Regions from separate parts of the Capsicum annuum genome. Here region 2 is linked to region 1. The links are chromatin contacts, called in public Hi-C maps. All regions are on one chromosome and are shown on one strand. Each heading gives the region's core, a stretch centred on a gene start, on an enhancer-like site or on the middle of the called end of the contact. The rest is flanking DNA. Distances are from core to core; before and after follow the strand shown. Region 1 overlaps LOC107863327 (protein phosphatase inhibitor 2). Region 2 has its middle 24 kb from the start of LOC107863328.

The links. Hi-C and Micro-C count contacts between places; a contact is called where the count stands out from the background.
Region 2: a contact with region 1 is called in a Hi-C map of leaf, with 2.7 times the contacts expected there. The contact joins two enhancer-like sites. A contact is called at or near these places in 2 of 5 Hi-C or Micro-C datasets (leaf and placenta).

Annotation. Positions count from the first base shown.
Region 1 is chr3:209,190,653-209,198,014 of UCD10Xv1.1, reverse strand. LOC107863327 (protein phosphatase inhibitor 2) reads right to left here. Exons shown (of 6, transcript XM_047408612.1): 5 at 3,937-4,059; 6 at 2,951-3,354. The coding sequence ends at 3,125. Among protein-coding and RNA genes, the nearest start is that of LOC107863327, 7.3 kb to the right of the region's middle. Within about 2 kb of position 3,119, at least 3 of the 5 cell types and tissues checked have an H3K27ac peak or open chromatin away from gene starts, as enhancers often do. A contact at or near this core is called in leaf, where this site is marked.
Region 2 is chr3:209,376,956-209,384,317 of UCD10Xv1.1, reverse strand. No RefSeq gene overlaps it. Among protein-coding and RNA genes, the nearest start is that of LOC107863328, 24 kb to the right of the region's middle. Within about 2 kb of position 3,102, at least 2 of the 5 cell types and tissues checked have an H3K27ac peak or open chromatin away from gene starts, as enhancers often do. A contact at or near this core is called in leaf, where this site is marked.

The sequences.
Region 1 (7,362 bases), core at 1,870-4,369:
TTCAAGACACAATAGCAACTATCAATTAATAGTACTATGATAAAATAGTAATGTTAATAATTATTTTATTAATGAACTAGTATAGGTACCCGCGTGATGTGCGGAATATTTTTAGAAAAATAAATCATTCGACATATTATCTTATTAGTTTGAAATAATAAATTAACTTTTATTGTATCACATTAATATATTTTAAATTAATATATTGAATATATTTTATAATAAATAATTCATAAAATTATATAGTTCAATTAATTTAGTTGAACTATGTATTCTCCCTTCGCCGCCAACAATCCACTACGCCACCCTCACCCATCTTCAACCCTCTCAACCTCTCCTCCAGACAATCTCATAATCAAATCATCTGGAAAAAAAAATGAATCATATAATTATCAAAAAAAAAACATTGACCAGCAATTTTCTTTATAGCATTGTTCACTATCTAATATTATTCGATTGTAAATATTGACTTTTATTAACTTATCAAATTGTTTAATATAATTATCAAGTGATTTTTTTTTAATATAAAATTATAAATTTATTTTGTTTAATCATGTATTTTTTTTTTCAATATAAAATGTATGGATGGTCATTTGTCTATTATCGAATTTCAATTAACTTTTTTACTGAAATTTTTTTATTTAATTTATTCATTATATTCTCAAAGTTAATTCAAAATTCTTATCCCTCACCCTCAACCCCCAATATTTGTAAAAAAAAATTACTATATTTTAATTATTTTCTCCATAATATATTGAATTATTATTTTTTTGTTACATTTCATAGGCAGCTGAACTTTTTTCTCTTACATTTCAAAATATAAGATATTGAATTTAAATGTAGGTAACTTAAGTTTTTATATTCTAATGTTCATTTAATTCATTGTTTATTGATGCTTTGCATGACATACAAAATTCAAAATTTTACTTGTTATGATTTAAAAACTACTTTCTCATTTAACATATGAATTGTATTATACTACTACTACACATACTAAGTACTACTCTAATACACATACATACTATGAACTACAACTACTGCTACTATTTATGATTTGTATTCTTATATTTCATTTAATATTTTAATAAATAACATTTAGATATATTTTTTAATACATCTAATAATTAAATGTATAATTTTTTAAAAAAATTATAAGCTTATCTTTGAGAAGATATTGTATCTCCAATTCAAATTTTAAAAGAGAATAAATAACAATAGAAATCCAATTAGAACTCTTTAGTATGGTAGCTAACTACTTTTAATATTGTAATTTCATATACTTTTAATTTACCTTTAATCTTGTTTAAAACCAAATAACTCTCTTAACTTGAATATTCGACTTCCTCTCCTCCCCTACTCATCTCAATTGAATATTTTAGATACCTTTTTCTACTTATCAATATTTTTTTGATTATTTTTAATATTATATAATGTTCTTCTCTTTTAATATATATTTCTGCAGTTATAATTATTTTCTTCTTTTCGTTCTTCTTTATTTCTTATGCAAGTCGATAATAGCAACAAAAATATCACTAAAAAATAAAATAAAATTTCAAGAACACTTCTTCATAAATTAAACAATAGAAATGGTATTAATTTAAAATCGATTTTCCTATGAGTCCTTACTTATCGAAGACTTTATTTCAATTATTATCGATTTACCAATTAAATTTCATTCAAATTCAAATTTCAAATTTCATACTAATTTGTTAGAAAAAGATTAGTTTGTTATTTTTTCTTATCCTTACTTTTTTTGAAATAATGTGATATATATTTACCTAATAATTTATATATTTGAATTGAGATGATAATTTGAAACCAATGGGATTATTATTATTATTATTATTATTATTATTATTATTATTATTATTATTATTATTATTATTATTATTATTATTATTTATCTTTCGTTTGACATTCAACCAAATGTACAAAAATATAACATATTACTTCTGCCTACTACTACTACTATTAGTATATATATGTAACACAAGATTTTTTTTATTTTTTATTTTTGTAGTTAATTTTGTGACAAAACTTATTGAAAGAAATCAAGCTCATAATTTAGTGGAAACTAATATTTTTCAAGTTGCAGTAAAAACCTTCATAATCATTTTTATTAAACAGGACAATTAATTTAATGAATATACTTTTCATCTTCTTAATTTATTCAGTTATACTATTTATTTCAACAATCATTTTAATTTTTAATTAAATAAAACAATTATTATATACCAATGTTAATGTCTTCTAGTTTCTTTCATATTTATTATTCCTCTTAAATTTGTTATTTTTGTGCGTTAATTTTTAATTAAATAAAACAATTATTATATACCAATGTTAATGTCTTCTAGTTTCTTCCATATTTATTATTCCTCTTAAATTTGTTATTTTTGTGCGTTCAGTGTGCATTTTCATTTAAATATCTAAAAGATTAAATTGTGAATATGGATGGTTGATTTATACATGTGGTTATCTAAACAAATTATTAGATTTATTTTTAGTGATTTTATTTAAATTTGAATTCAATTATGTATTTTGCAGATGAAGTAATCTATTCTTTTTGAGCTAGCCTAGATGGAGTGAATGGAGTGGGTAATGCTCATCCTTCTAACAAACTTTTAAAATAATAAGTATATTTTTTTGTCATTTAGATTTACCCTCATTACTCCAACTTTCCAACTATTGAAGTATTAGTTGAATGAAATATTTAAGAGATGTAATCAAGACAATGGCATTAAACGTCTTTCTGGAGTATACAAAACTTGAAAAACGGGTAATATGGACGTTACCAGTCCACAATTTTCGTGTTTCACAACCTTATCTCAGAGAACTGGAGTAAACATCATAAACTCATTAGGGACAAACTACAAGAGGTAGTGTACGATAATTTGGGTTTCGGTATACTCCATTTATCTAAAGCCAAATGTGATGACAGATAACAGAAATCTAACTAAATATGTGTCATTCGATATATCAGAGCTTTATCATCCTGAAGGTTGAGGCCTTAATACACAACTTACAAATAGAAGTTAGACGGATATAAACAAAGGGAGCATGGATATAAAGTCAAATCAACAATTTCCGTCTGGTTGATCTAAGCTTGAAGGACTGGGAAAGGGTACTATTTAGAAGTGTCCATGCTGTCTTCCTTAATCTCTATGTCCTTAACAGCAGTAGTCAAGGATGATGATGAATCGGAAGTCCCATCCTTTTCCACAAGATCCTCATCCTCATCGTCTGATGTTTCTTCAAGAGAGGAGCCCTTTCGACGGAGTTCTTTGACTCTTCGATACTCATCATAGTGTGCTCGCCTGTGCTCCTTGAAGCTGTTTCTCTTTCCTGAATCTGAATCTGTCATATTGAAGAAAAATATTAAATGCCGAAGCATAATTGAGTTTGCATTCAATATACAAATCATTGAATAGTGCAAATGAAACTACCAATAACAAAATACACTTAAGAAAAGGAACCCAACAGAAAGAAAAGTGTGTGCCGGAGAAATCAATAATTTGGAAGGCCTCAATTCATATACGGGCAAGGGTAAAACAGAACTTTCCAGTTCTGTTCAACCAATTCTCAGAATACTGGATAAGACAATTTCCTTTGGCTGCAGTGCCAGCCACCTCAGAGGTCAATGACCCCCTCAGCTTGCCTCTCTCACTCTCAACCCAACCCCAAGTCTTCAAATCAAAAGGTTGAAAATCCCAAAGGTGAAAAAAGAAGTTAAAAAGGAGGAATGAAGAAAAACGCATACTTGATAACTGATATAATTAAGCAATTAAAAGGGAGATGAAGAGAAACTGAATACACAATCTGTCATTGGTAACAAATGTGAAAATACTAGTCCTGTAGAACTCCACTAAAAATTCAATAAGAAAAAGAAAAATGAACCAATGCATATCTGGGTTTTAGACTCCTGAAGATCAAACTAACCTGCATCATCTTGGTCCATGACATCGGCTTCATCCTCAGATGATGTCCAGCCAGAACGTCTGGATTTATTCTTACTGGAAGAAGCCATCTCACTCAAAGCACTGCGTATGGCTTCTGCATGTACTGCATTGCCATTGCTCTCATCAAAACTACCCCGTATAGGAGATAAAGATCCTTCGGCATCAACAAATCAGAAAAGTGAGGAGGAAGATATGAATTTGCATAGATTTAGGCAATATAAGTTATCATTTCAGAGACCAATATAAACATTGCTCTCTAAATACAGATGAATGATAGTCCATCATAAAGCAGGTCCATAGAGCTTATATATAAGCTACTTTATGTGGAATCCTCATGTTTTCCTCGATATAACCATGACGAGCAAGTACCACACCAGCACAAGAATTTCAGATGGATCCTTCAAGATATACTAAAAAAACCTACTTAAACACAAACCAGCCACCTTGAATCCATACTCATGCAGTGGACACAGGACTAGCCATATAGGAAACATAATGATGTTAATTTGTAAGAAAATAACGAGGGGGGTCACTTTTTTTTTTTTTTTGGGCATAATACTTGAGAACGCTGAACTTGACTCCTTTTATTCGGCGTGCACCTGAACTATTTCAACAACAACGTACCCAGTACATTCCCACATAGTGGAATATGGGGAGGGTAGAATGTACGCAGTCCATACCACTACCTCAGAGTGAGGTAGAGATGTTTCCGATAGACTCCCGGCTTGAAACCAAACAACGTAGGAAAAGACATAATATAAGAACAAGAAACAAAAGACAGTAACAAAACAACAGACAGTAGCAGAAACAAGATTATCACCAAATAATACCACCAACAAGCTAACCACCTGAAACCACAAACAACACCCAAAACTCCAAGAACAAGATACTACTTGTGAAACACTGCAGCAACTAGCCCCCATCCTACTAACTTTCTACCTTAATACGCGTCCTACACATCTTATCTAAAAGACATGTCCTCGGTAAGTTGTAATTGTTATATGTCATGTCTAAGCACCTCCCTCCAATATTTCTTCGGTCTACCTCTACCTCGCCTGAATCCATCCATAGCTAACCTCTTGCACCTCCAAACTGGAGCATCCATGCCCCTCCTCATCACCTGTTCAAACTATCTCAACCTTGCTTCACGCATCTTATCTTCTACCAAAGTCACTCACACTTTATCATGTATAACCTTATTTCTACTCCTATCCATCCTAGTAACTCACACATCTATCGCAGCATCCTCATCTCCACCATCTTCATCTTTTGAATGTGAGAATTTTTAACCGACCAACACTCTGTCCCATATAACATAGTTAGTCTAACCGCCACTATATAGAACTTTTCTTTAAGTCAAAGAGACACTTTCTTATCACACAAGGCTCTGGATGCGAGCCGCCATTTCACCCACCTCACACCAATACAATGGGTGACATCCTTGTCAATCTCACCATTTTTCTGTATCATAGATCCAAGATACTTGAAACTATCTCGCTTTGGAATGACCTGGGTATCAAGCTTCACTACCATGTCCGTCTCATGTGTCCCTTCACTGAACTTACACTCCAAATATTTCATCTTGGTCTTGCTCAACCTAAATCATTTAGACTCTAGGGTTTGCCTCCAAGCCTCCAACTTAGCATTAACTCCTTCACAGATTTTGTCAATCAAAACTACGTCATCCATAAATAACATACACCAAAGCACCTAAACTTGAACTTGCCGCACTAAAACATCCATCACCAAGACAAATAAAAATGGGCTAAGGGACGATCCTTGGTGCAACCCCATCAATATGGGAAAGTCCACCTGAACTATTGTTTGTCCTAATTACCGCTGAAAAATAATCTACAATATTAATGAAATTTTAAAAGGGTGTGTGCATATATATAAATATAGTGGGCTAAAGGCTGCCAAATAGATAAGTATATGATCAAAAACAATTTAGATGTACACAATCCTATGTTGCTCGGACTTAAAAAATATGGACGTGTGTGTGCTGGATACTCCAAAATAATGTATTTTTGGAGAATAAGATACGTGTACGGCAATAATTTTGAAGAGTCTAAGCAATATATGTACACACAGTAAAAGGTGTCAAGTACTGTGGTGTGTGTGTGTGCGTGCGCGGGGGGGGGGGGGGGGGGGGGCTAGTAAGCCTATTTATTAAAGGTACTTTTTCTTGATAATTGAGAAAATCTCCCAGAGTCGGCAGCACATGGTTTGAAACACAGTGGATAATGGTTGTGCCCCACTATCTTTCTCCACTTAAATACTAAGCGTTTGACCGCAACAGCCTTCGAACCTATGACGTGCAGCTAACCTACACACTATATATTGCACTTTTACTCTCTTACCACTTGACCGAAGTATATTTTTTTAAATAATCATGGTGTCTAAACCAGCTTACACGCGCCTCAACGGTTCCATAGGATTCCTTCGACCACCCACCTCCCACCAGCACCAGGTAATAGGTAACTCTTCAACCAAGGCTAGGATAAATGGGACGAAATCACTTAATGTTTGTCTCAGCAGAGATTTAAACTTGAGACCTCACGGTTCTAAACCCACTTTATTGACCACCAAGCCATAACCTTAGGTGCTCGATCAAAGTATTTTTAACAATTACTTTTTAATATTATCAAAAGTTTGAAGGTTAAATAATTGAGTTTTTGAAAGATTTTGCGGCGGGAATCTACTTCCACTTATGGCCCTAACTCTATAATCCTGAAATCTTACACCATGGACATGGTGAGACCAAATCAAACATCTTATAAATAGGACAAAAATCTCATCCAAAAGATAACTATGTAGAACAAGATCCATAACCTTAAAACTTTCAAAATGAAGAATTACCTGACAATTACCCCTCAATACCAAACTAGTGGGGATAGTGACTCACTTACCCATGCTTTTGCACAATAAACTTAGTTCCATATTCTTTCCAAAAAATAGACCCATTAACCGTAGCTGGACAAAGAAAAAGGGAAAAAATGCCCTATTTGAGTAAAAGTAAATTACATAGAGTAACAACATCATGTCTTACCAACTCCTACCATATGAGACCCTTGAAATGCAAAAGAACAGGAATTAGAGAGAAACAAAGAGCAGATAAAATAATGCAATGCCACTACAAGTGCCAAGTAATTCTCTTAGGAGCTGTTTGATAGGGTGTATTATTTTTTTTAATCCATGTATTAAAGTGTGATATTATCTAATACATTGTTTCGTAGCAAATTTGGAGCAATGTATAACTAATACATGGATTAGCTTTACTACCCTACATGGTATTATAGGGTGTATAACTAATACACCCAATTTGGTGGGATTAGTAATCCACGGATTACAATCCATTGATAAATATGAGTAAAGACAAAAATGTCCTCAAATTCCTTTAAATATT
Region 2 (7,362 bases), core at 1,853-4,352, 190 kb before region 1:
GATTGAATTCAGAAGGAACTTTCGATTCTTACTGGACTGGCATAAGCCGTCTATGGTTGCCTTGCTAGAAACGAAAATGCAGGATCATCAAGTACTTCTTGATGACTTCCCTTTTATAAGAATGATTGATGTTCCGGCAATAGGAAACTCTAGAGGACTGGCCATTTTGTGGGATGATGCCCTATTAGAACTTGATCAAATATCAACTACAGACCAGGAAATACAGACAATGATCAAGGTAATCTCTAAGAAGTCCTCCTGGCTATTGAGTTGTATTTATGTTAGCACTTATCATTGGAATCGTAAAATCCTTTGGCAAAACCTAAAAACTATAAAAGATCATTACAAAGGTAAGTGGCTTGTTGGTGGTGACTTTAACGAACTCCTGTTTTGCACAGAAAAAAGAGAGGTAATCCTTTTAACAAAGCCCACACTAAAGATTTCTGGGACAGAGTTAATTATTGTGAATTCATTGATATGGGTTCCAAGGAGAGTAAATACACCTGGTTGAATAAGTGTTTTAAACAAAACAACGCTATCATCTATAAAAGACTTGATTGTTTCTTGGCAAATAATAAGTGGCTCCTCAATTACCCGAATGCCGAAGTCATCCATCTGCCCAGGACCCACTCCGACCACTGTCCCCTTCTGTTTCAGCTTTATAAGAAAGAACCTAGGCCTAAATCTAATATTTTTAGATTTAAAACTATGCGGTCCTCTCACTCTGACTTTCCCTCGTTGGTCCAGCATGTTTGGGACCACAATCCATATCTACCTACTTGTATCTCTAAATTCCAGGAAGATGCCATAGTTTGGAATACGGAAATATTTGGGAATATTTTTCTAAAAAAGAATACCATTTTAAATAGACGCCGAAGAATTCAGGGTTCACCAAATTATGGCTATAGCAACCTCCTTAGCAATCTAGAACAAGAACTTATTAATGATTTTATTGGTATTCTTAGAATGGAGGAAGATTTTTGGAAACTTAAATCTCGAATTCACTAGCTCCATGATGGGGATGCCAACACAAAATTTTTCCACACCTCCACCCTCATTCGGAGGAAAAAAATAGGATCCTCTTTGTCCAGGATGAGAATAACAACTGGCTCACGGACCAGGATAGTATTTTGTCTCACGCCCAGAGTTTTTTCTCTATCCTCTTCCATACTACTCATTCGAAGTCCTTCGCAATTTTGCCTGTTCTAAGAAATACTAAGCTTACTGATGATGATAAAGTAAACCTAGGGCGCCTCCCCTCTGAGAAGGAAATTCGTGACACTATTTTTTCTTTTCATCCTCATAAAGCTCTGGGCCCGGATGGCCTTCATCCCGTCTTTTTTCAAAAATACTGGCATATTGTGGGCTCTTCTATCATAGGCCTTTGTAGGCAAGCTTTCCTTAACGAAAAAATACATGAAGTTATTAACAAAACCCACATCTGCTTGATTCTGAAGTGTAACAATGCTACTACTCTAAAAAACTTTCGGCCAATCAGTCTCAGCAACACCTCCTATAAAATTATTACCAAGCTCATAGCTAGGAGAATGAGGCCTCTAATGAATAGTATCATAGGACCCTACCAAACTAGTTTCCTCAAGAATCGTCAAGCGGGCGATAATGCAATAATTGTCCAAGAGATTGTTAACTATTTTAGGAAAACTAAAGGGAAGGTTAACTCCTTCATGGTTAAAATCGACCTTGAAAAGGCCTTCGGCAAACTAGAATGGTCTTTCATTCGCAATACTCTTCTTTATTTTAATTTTTGGATCAATCTTGTGAACCTTATAATGAGTTGTATCTATTCTAGCACTGCGGCAATTCTTATCAATGGTCAGCGGACAGAATTCTTTAGCCCCACTAGAGGTATTCGACGGGGAGACCCTATATCGCCGTATATTTTGATCATGTGCATGGAAGTTCTATCCCATAATTTAAATGAAGCTATCTTAAAAAAGGATTGGATCTCTATCCGTATTTCCAGAAAAGGACCTTTACTATCTCACCTTTTTTTCACTGACGACCTTGTCCTGATGTCTACTGATAGTGCTAACAGCCCAAACACTATGATGTCCACTCTTAATAATTTTTGTAAATGGTCAAGACAAACTATAAACTACCAGAAATCAAAAATATTATTCACAAAAAATTGTCCTATCAATAAACAAAAATTCCTATCCTCGTTCTTCCGCATCAAAAGTAGTAACAACTTCGGACGATATTTGGTTTTTCCAATTCTTAATAAATCACCTTCAAAAGCTGACCTCCAAATTTTCCTCGACAACCTTAGAAAAAAGTTATCAGGTTGGAAAATGAGATTTCTTAATATGGCGAGACGGACTACTCTGGCAAAGGCTTGCCTCAATAACATTCCATCTCATCTCATACATTATATTCAGTTTCCAGTTGAAGTATCCAAACAAATTGACCGTTTACAACATAACTTCATTTGGAGAACTACGTCTAATGAAAAGAAATTGCATCTCCTAAAGTGGGAGACCTTAATTCTTCCGAAAGATCAGAGTGGTCTGGCAATACAGAAAAGAAGTACTAGAAACAAAGCCCTCTTAGCTCGGCTTGCTTGGAGACTTTTTAAAAATCCTGCCTCCCTCTGGACTTCAACACTGCTCCACAAATACACCCGTGGTTTTGGAATCCAAGATAAAAACAATCACTTAAAATCGCCTAGTTTCATATGGAAAAACATTATGTTAGGCTGGACATTCTGTCAAAAACACCTGCGATGGACGTTAGGTACTGGTACTAGCATATCGCTATGGACCGATAATTGGATACCAAACCAACTACCTCTATCTTAAACCTTACTTGGTCCTTTCCATCCAAATGATATTTTCATGCGTGTTTCCGACATTATTGTCAATGGGAAATGGGATACTTCTAATATTCAATACCCCCTCCCTCCGGATATGGAACGACTTATCACATCTATCCCCATTCTTATATCCTCTCGTACGAAAGACTCCCAAGTCTGGTCCTTATCACTGAATGGGAATTTCTCTTCCAAAAGTGCCTATGCTCGTCTCCTTAGTGATAAACATATTCATTTTGCTACAAACCATAGCACAAGCTGGATTTGGAAACTCAAATGCCCAAACAAAATTAAATTTTTCCTTTGGATAACTAATCATGGGAGACTACCCACCAACTAGTACCTCCACAAACTTGGCATCACCAACAACCCAAATTGTTCTTTTTGTGCTGTCCCCGAAACCATCTACCATATCTTTCTTGAATGTTCAAATGTTCAGCTTTTTTGGAAACATCTGCAAATTTTGCCTTTACTACAATATGTAATGACGACCAATGATGCAGACTGGTTACAGCAGTGCAGAAAGCTAAAAAATTCCCCCAGTCCAAAATTTGATTCAATGGGATGAAGCTTTCCCCTTCTATATGTGGCATATTTGGCTCACCAGAAACCACAATATTTTTAATAATCTAAAAATTAACATATCCCTTCGGGATCCTTTTGAAAAAGATGCGGAATACCTTTCACTGACAAATAATCACTACCAAATAAATCCATCACTGCATTCACCCTGGGAACCTCCTGATAAGGGCATTAAACTAAATTTTAATGGGTCGTATAAACTACTCTTCTAAGATTGCAGGTGCGGGAGGGTCTTTCGGGACTCGTTTGGAATATGAGTACATGGTTATAGTGCAAGAATAAACGTTCACACTCCCTTAGAATCTGAATTAAGTGGGCTTATGTTTGGTCTTTTAACTGCACGTAAACTGCAGGTCACCCATCTGGAGATTGCCACGGACTTTCTTGAGGTAATACACTTCCTGGAATCGTTCGCACCAACTAACAATAATCTTTTACTCTCATGCAGGGATCTTCTCCACATTCTTGGGAACCCGACCCTGCGACATGAACCTTGTGGATGAAATAGTGTAGCTGACAAGCTTGCAAAATATGGGCAGACGTTGATCCCAAGTAGTTGTTTCGAAGAATAGAAGGAACCACCAGTTTTTGTGCTACCCATGTTATCTACTGATGCTACTGCATCTCCTTTTGTTGGGCCTCTTGTTCCCCCCTTTAAGTATGCTTGTAATAATATTAGTCATAGACCTTTGTGTAATGCTGATAAGCTTGGTCAGGCTACTACTGTAAAACTATGATGCATAATTATTATAATGAATAAAAGTCTTTGTTTACCAAGAAAAAGGGGTTAGAGGGTGGTCCCAGCTATCAATATTGAAACCTTATTAATGGATTATTGCATTACTAGTCTGATTTGGCTAAGTCTCTCACTAGATTTATGATTTATTAAATACATAAAATGCACAATCTAATATTCATTGGTCGCATTATAATTGGGTTATATATATATATATATATACTAGCTTAGTGTACGGGCTTTGAACATGTGTCTCACGTCAATTAATAAGACTATACATATTTTATTTTCATGTTTTACTCTATAATACTATACATCAATTATGGTCATGAAATATAATTTTTAGATCAAGTCTCCCATGTTTCATCAAATTTAACTTCTTGAATTGGATTGCAATATCTAAAGATATCTCATTTCAGGTAGATATCAAAAAAGAGTTATAAATATGTGTTTTAGGGTCTAAATAACAATATAGTAATAAGAACATATTAAGGAAGAATATTTGAGCCTCTTAAGTAAGTAATAAAAATACACTAGTAGATTGATTAAGTAATGCAGAAGAATGCAAGAAGCATCCCACATATTGGAATGCAATATCAAACATTAGGAATGATGAATTGCATAAAACATACACGTTGAAAAGTTTACTTGGTGTTACCGTTATTGTACTACCACATCTTTAGGTAACTTAGTATAATCCTGATGAAAGACACATATTTAAAAGTCAAATATCATAATGACTTTTTATTTATAAAATTTTAAGAGTTAAATCATAGAAACCAATCCAATCTCTCTACTTTCATGAGATGATAGTAAAATATATGTATATTCTACATCCCATGAATATGTCGTTTTGGTTGTAAACCTAAAACAAATTCTAACACTAAACAACAAAAGAAGAGAAAAAGACAATGTCATGATAAATTCTCATAAGCTTCATACAATACCTATACCAGAAATATGAACAAAACTAAAATATAAAAGTAATTTATTCCCCAAAATTTTCTAAGACAGGCTTAATTTTAACAAATTACAAATAAAAAAGTATAAATAAAGAACTTCAGTAATGAAAATACGCCTATAACAACTGTCCCTAATGCAATCAAATTCTCATGCCTCTCTCACTGCTATGCAGTATATTTATAAATAAAGCAACTGAAACATCATTAGTTACACAAAATTTTGGACCAAAAAAAAACAAACTGAACGATATTATCATTATTAGTGGATAAATGTTTCATTGCATGAATAGCAGTGGAAGGAATTTCAAACATCTCCCATATATCTATTTTGGGGAGAAACAGATTAAAAAAGAAACACTAACAACAAAAATAGAAGAAACGAGGAATAGTAATAAAAAAACAGATGACACTACTAAAAAAACCTGAAAAAACGACGACAAAAAATCGACCCCACATTGTGGTCGGAAAAAACCGACCACAAGTGGTCGATTTTTTATGTTTTTTTTTTTTAAAAGCGACCACATATTTTAAAATTTTAAAGTAATTATTTCAATAATTTTTATATTAATTATTATTTATTTTACAAATAAAAATTAATAAAAATAACAAAACCAACCACCAAGTGGTCGGTTTTTAAAAATATTTTTTAATTATATTTAAAAAAAAAAAAACGACCACTAGTGGTAGTTTTTTTTAAATAAATTAAAAAAGAATTTTTAAAAATCAACCACTTGTGGTTGGTTTGTTAACTAAAAAAATAGAAAATAAATAATTTTTAGTAACCAATAATTATTTATATGTAATCAAATATATATCTTATTTTCATTAAAAATAATTATATATATATATATATATATATATATAAAATCTAATATATATATATATATATATATATATATATATATAATAATTTGAAATTACACTGATCACACGTAGTCGATAACCAGTATAATAATAATAAAAATCAATCATTCTTAAATTTTGTGAAAAAATTACACTAAAAAATATATCAAATAAAATAAATAAATTACGTTAAACATAATATTTATTTTTTTACTTATGTTTCAATATATGGAATAAATATTTTCCTTTGTATATACGTTAAATGATGTTAAACATGCATAATCTTTGTATAATGAATATGTGTATATATAACCGATAATTCATCAGAATATAATGAACGTGTTCTATTATAAGGTAATATACTTATGGTTAATTGATCACTCATATGAGCATGTATATGAAACACGCCACATTATATTGTTGGATTATATAGTTTTGTACCTATGTGATAGATATAGTACGTATTTAGAACTTGATATAGTCGATAGTATGTATATGTGTGTGTGTGTATAGGTATATATATATATATATATATAGTATATACATATTATCTAGTAAAGGTATATTAATTACATAAGATAAACTAACCGATAATTTATCTGATTGATATATGTGAAATACGTTGTATATTATTATGGGGTAGTATATTAAAATTGTGTATGTGATGTTTATAGTACGTATTTGAAAGCTGATAGACAATTGAATATATGTATATATATGTATATCTCGTGTAGTGATGTATGCAATAATCGAAAGCTAGATAACTGAATTTATATATCTAAGTATTTTGAATGATACGTTGATATCATACTATTGAGGAAATAGATATACTATTTTCTGTCAATATATACACACGTATGTTGTTGAAGTTGTAATAACGTAAGACATGTATTATGAGGTATAAATGGAGGGAGATAGGAAGTAGGGATGGGAGACAGAAAATTGAATCCTGAAACTGGCATGCATATACCTACCATTTGCTTTGAATTTTAAATTTTGAACAACTGCCAAATTTTGGCGGTGAATTTAAGTTTTTTCGCTTAAAAATTTTGTATCTGAGTATATGTTAAATACGTTGTATATTATTATGGGATAGTAAAATCGTGTACATGATGTTTATTGTACGTATTTAAAAGTTGAAAGACAATTGAATATATGTATATAAACGTATATCTCGTGTAGTGACGTATGCAGTAATTGAAAGCTCGATAACTGAATTTATATATCAAAATATTTTGAATAATACATTAATATCATACTATTGAGGAAATAGATATACTATTTAGTATCAATGAAGATCCGCATATATTGTTGAAGTTGTAATAATGTAAGACAGGTAATCAATAACTTATTTGATTAACATGTTGTATTTCGAGATATATATATATACACATATTATATCATAATTA